Regions from separate parts of the Hordeum vulgare genome. Here region 1 is linked to region 2. Evidence: chromatin contacts called from public Hi-C data. All regions are on one chromosome and are shown on one strand. The core of a region is the stretch at or near the end of the contact, and the rest is flanking DNA. Distances in the headings are between cores, read along the strand shown.

Region 1 (2,700 bases), core at 7-2,506, 470 kb after region 2:
AAGCATAACTGTCATGCTTTTCGTGAAAGTACATGTTGTGCTTTTCACTTTTTCGGAAAGCACAACTGTAATTATGCAGACTGTGCTTCTTACGGCAAAACACTACATTCCGAAGAAACAATTTTTCAAAATCTAGAGAAAAAAGTAAAAAAAAAACAAAAAAGCTGAAAAAACAAACTCATTAAAACCCAAAACACACCTAGAGAAATAAAAAGAAAACGAAATTCAAAGATAGCGTCCATCATGTGGCACGTGGCTGTGGCTGGGCAGACAACTTGGCCCACTCTCAGACCAAAAAGGTGACCCTTACGGGAGCTCGGGAATAAATAACTCATATTTTTTGGGCAAAATAAATAGGCATATCTTATTTGACGCCACAGGCGTGCATTTTTATTAACTGATGCTTGTGACATTCCCAAGTGGGCCGGCCATCTTGTCGCCGGTTGATGCTTTTTTCTTGAAAATTCTGTGAACTCTTTTACATATCGAATAACTTTTTTAAAATTTCAGCGAATATTTTTTAAGATTTATGAACTTTTCTCTGAAAATCGATGAACCTTTTCTAAAATACTAAAATTTAATAAACATTTTTGAATATCAATGATTTTTTTTAAATTTGATTAACATCTTTTCGAAAAAGGATGAATATTTATCAAAATTGATGAACTTTTTTAAGATTTATAAACTTTTAAAGTTCAATGAACGTTTTTGAAAAATACATGAACTTTTTTAATTTCTATGAACTTTTTTCAAATTTAATGAACTTTTTGAAAGTTTAATGAATGTGTTCCAAATTGGATGAAATTTTTATTCAATTTCAATGAGTTTTTTTTCAAATTGATGAACTTTTTTGAAGTTGATGAACCTTTTTGAAGATATGAGATTTTTTTCAAATGAATGAACCTTTTTGTTTAAATCTAGAAACCTTTTTTTATTTCATATTTTTATTTTCATAAGAAATAGAAAATCAGGGCGTTTTTTTTTCTACTGGATTAACAAAAGAAAATTGATAAAAAAAAACTGGACAGCATGCTAGTGGGCAGGCCCATGCGAGCGATGCTGCAGGCGCCGGATCGTTAATGGATGCCTGCTGCGCTGCATAGGAGTTTTCCAATAAATAACACTTAATTAGTTGTCTCCATATATCATTCGCCGGAAAATAACAGGGTAACGAGTGGGTTGCACAAGCGGAAGTGGCTTACAAGGCCACCCCACCGGAAAACTCTCTCCTCTGCCCTACCAAAGAAGCCCATCATTTCTCTCTCAAAAGAAAAAAAGCAAGCAAGCCCATCATGTTTCTTCAGAGACTGCAGGGCTTGCAATAGTACCGACCCGTACTGCAAAATTGCATCCCCGCAAAAAAGAAAAAAAAACTGCATCTTTTTTTCAGAATTAAATCTGTGCAGCTTTCAGCATTGGCATATCATTTACCTTTCGACACCGGCACATCGTAACATTTCCTATGATTGTATTAGTATCAAACCGTGATGTTACGTAAGTACAGTTTTTTTCATGACAAGTCTACTACGTACTGCTTTGAGGTTATCATCGTATTTTTATATATTATGAACCAAATTCTGAAATGCTTGAAACAAAGGGAGCGGAGGATATGAATTGCTTCGGACCACAGACTGTGATTGTGTATATGATACTCCTTCTTGCCAGTTTAGCTTAACTTACTTTTGTTCTCTTGCTTACCATTCTGCACTGTTTTTGTAGCTCTACTTAAGGCCTTCTTTAATTTGGCGTCCCTCTTCTACAAATACAATATGACACACGCTTTGGGTCGTGTTCGAGAAAAAGAGCGGCGTCCTAAAGCAAAGCACCGAATACAGACGTAGAACTGAATGATGAAAGATATGAGACATTCCTTTTCTTTCCAACAAAAGGACTTCTTCCTGATACCTTCTCCTTTCTTTTCCATTCCTTTTTGTTAATGTTTTTTTTCGGTTTAGAAGCTTTTAGTATTGTATAAGACTTTTCCTCTATCACTCGATCATTTAGAGACTTTTAGTATGCAAAAAAACATGCACGACGTGCTGTCGTTTTAGCTCTCTAGTGACATGCGTGGATTATTGCGTACAGCGCCTCTGCAACAGTATGGGAGTTAGTCTGTCAGCATCCTGATATATGCTATCATGGTTTGATGGCTTTGCCATCTCCTGTTTCCCCGCACCTGTCCAGAGTTCAGGTGAATTCCAGCCTGGTTTATCTCTGGCCCCGTGGCCTTCAGTTTTACAAACAAGCAGCAACTTTGAGCCACAAAACTTGAGTCAAACTAACTCCCTGTCAATCACCGCCTTGCTAAAAGATGATTATGTTGAAGCAAAGTGCGACAAGTCAATACTATCTGATTTGTTCCTTTGGATATGTAGATAGATGATTATGTTGAAGCATTCAGCAACTTGCAATTCAGTTCTTGTTACTCAAGCAGTGTGAGGTTCACTAGTGCGTGCTAGACTGTAAATGGCAATGCTTTTACATCAAGTGCTTTTTGGTTTTCCAGCCTTTAAAGCAAGTATTCGATGATGAAATGCACACATGATGCTTCCCCAGTATGCTCTTGGGTCTTGACCATTGCATGGATTCCAAGCAAGCTGCAGTGTACAGCTGAATCATCGCATTCTTCAAGTACTAGATGATTTTGACAAGCCATGGATAATATATATCATTTGGTTTCTGTTCCTCTTTCTATATCAC
Region 2 (2,700 bases), core at 200-2,699:
TAGAGGGCTCCTTGGCTTCTGCTCCTAGCCGGGCCCTGGACTACTTAGCAAAGTCGGGTTGTCGCTAGGCCTCTTATGCCCCGGGGTCAGCCAAATATCGAGCTTCCCGTCCGATGGGCCACCCCGGTGTATTGTACCATCAATAATATAATACTCCCTCCATTCACAAATATAAGATGTTTTGGATATTTCAATGTGGACTACATACGGACTGAAATGAGTGAAAACACACACTAAAATGCCTTTAAATACATCCGAATCAGAAAAAAGTTAGAACATCTTATAATAGTGAATGGAGGGAGTAGTTCGTAGCTACCTAACACGAAGGAATTGAACTTCCTTACTGAATAGTGGAACAATAAAACCACATACATTTCTTACCCATTTGATACCATCACCATCATGCCTCCTTTGGTTTACAACAATTTTGTAGGAATTCTAAAGGATCGGAATTTTGGAGGAAAAAATTCTTTTGGGCCCTTTGTTTTGTAGGAATAGAACCCTATTCCTGTATAGGAGACAGGAACAAATCCTTTGCAATTCGAAGGAAAAAAACATTGTCCTATGAACCAATTGACATCTCTTTCACTATAGGATTTGAGATACATCTATCTCACTTCTTATGGTTTTCCTATTCCGATGAAATTCTTATCCTATGAACCAAAGGAGGCCTCAACTGGTAATGCAAGCATTTCATGTGGAAAAATAAAAGAATGCTGCAATTTACTAGTTGTACATGTTCTTTTATCAGAAGATACAAACGCTAAACCATGATATTACCAATAGCTGTGAAGGAACAAACTTTCAGCTAAAAGATTCACTTTAGGGCTAAAAAGAAATCCTTCAATAAGTTTATCAGAGGCTTCCCATAAACTCAAGACAGATAACATTCGTCTCTCCTCAAGAAAGGAAGAAAGACAAGAATCATAATGACAATTTAGTGTTTCCACGATAACAATCAAGCCAACAAAAAGGGGCACACCTCTGCTACGGAGACGGTGGAGGACGTTCCATGCCTCGTCGGGAATCATGGACTCCTTGTACCCGAACCGCTTCGCGCTGACCTGCTTCCATTCCGGCCCGTCCGCGTCGCCTGAACAGACCACGGCCCGTTCGGGGGTGTAAGTGAAATCACAGTGTGTCACCATCAGACCAGCGGAGAATACGCAAGAAGAGGTGCAAGCTTACCGGCGGAGGCGGTCGAGGGGTTGGAGTCGGAGGGCGAGGGGGAAGGGGAAGGAGACGGGCCGCGGCGGCGTCGGCGAGGGGAAGCGAGCGCGGCGAGGGGGGAAGGAGCGAGGCGGCTGGGCCGGGAGAGCGCGCCGAGACCGGTGGTGGCGGCGAAGCGCAGCTCCGGCGAGCGAAGCGCCATTCCGATAGAGGCGGCGGCGCACGCCAGGGGACGCGCGGCGAGGGGGATGGGATAGCAAACAGACGAGACGAATATGCGGTGCGATGGAGTGCCTCTCGCGGAGGAGCTGATAGACAAAGCCAGCCCACTCGCGGGCCGTAGCCAATAGGCCGTGGATCTTCACCGATAAGTGGGCTCGCCAAGCCTGCACGGGACAAAATCACCTGTTCTGACCCACCTGATAAAAATATTACATACAATAAACTCGTTGGAAAAGAATTTCACGTTTTGACCCTTTTAGAAACGTCAGAACCCGTGGTTTTTCTGGTCAACTAAGAACCGTCATACTAGTTTATGTTTGTACACTTCTGCAACGCCATATTAGTTTGTGTTCATGTTGGCGTCCAACGCCAGCCAGCGTGACGTTTTTATGTTGGGGTGCAACGCGATCATCATGGCATTTCTGTATGAGATATTTATTAAAGCCCCACCCTCCCCCACCAGGTCACCATTCCACTCACTCTCTTCTCCCCACCTCTCCCCCAAGTTGCAGCCCCTTATTTCACCTTTTCTCCCCCATTTGTCCCCTCTCAAATCCTTCCAAAAGAATTAATTTGGTCCATGGATCTGGTGTCATTTTCATTGCTTGAGGTAATCTCCTTCATCTCCCAAATTTTGATTGGTTGGATTTGTGTATTTTGGTGGTTTTTTGCTCATGTGTTTTCTAACCCTAGTTTTGAATATTGTTCCAAAATGTGATGTTCTTAGTGTATACTAATGATTATAGTTGTTTCAATAATGTTGCATTGTATTGGTTGGGTTATGCTTATTGTTGAGAATTATGGTTAGGGTTAGGGTTAGGGTAATGCTTAATTTAGATGGACATAGATGTTTCTTAGTTGTTTTGTTAGAAATGTGGTGTACTTAGCATTGGTACTTTTGTTACTTTTTTAGATTAATAAGATTGTGAATATTCATTATGTTGACAAAGAGGCATTCATGAATGTTGATATTGTTGACAATTATGAGAAAGAGTTGATATTTCTTAAGAGTCCTGCTTATGAAGAGGTTGTGGAAGAAACACGGATAAGATTGAAGTGGGTTGATCCAAGTGACCAAGTTGAATTATTAGGAAGATATGATGTTGGGTCGGCACACAAGTGTCGAATGAAGACAATGCGTATCAAGTCCAATTTGCATCGGTTTACATACAAGGAGGTTGTTGCATCCTCGATAGTCAAGTCACCCAAAGTGTTTGCAAGTAAGGTGGTCAGGGCTCCTCTTTTGCACGTTGACTTGAACCAACCCTTAGTACATGATTTGAGCCCGATTAGTAGTGTGCCACCTAC

What was found. Hi-C and Micro-C count contacts between places; a contact is called where the count stands out from the background.
Region 1: a Hi-C map of leaf shows a contact between it and region 2, with 4 times the contacts expected there. The contact joins the enhancer-like site here to the promoter of LOC123426571 in region 2. A contact is called at or near these places in 2 of 6 Hi-C or Micro-C datasets (leaf and seedling).

Annotation. Positions count from the first base shown.
Region 1 is chr2H:441,614,290-441,616,989 of MorexV3_pseudomolecules_assembly, forward strand. No RefSeq gene overlaps it. Among protein-coding and RNA genes, the nearest start is that of LOC123426573, 16 kb to the right of the region's middle. Within about 2 kb of position 1,257, at least 3 of the 3 cell types and tissues checked have open chromatin away from gene starts, as enhancers often do. A contact at or near this core is called in leaf and seedling, where this site is marked.
Region 2 is chr2H:441,145,716-441,148,415 of MorexV3_pseudomolecules_assembly, forward strand. LOC123426571 (poly(A) polymerase I) reads right to left here and starts at 1,450. Exons shown (of 13, transcript XM_045110430.1): 1 at 1,189-1,450; 2 at 983-1,093. The coding sequence starts at 1,372.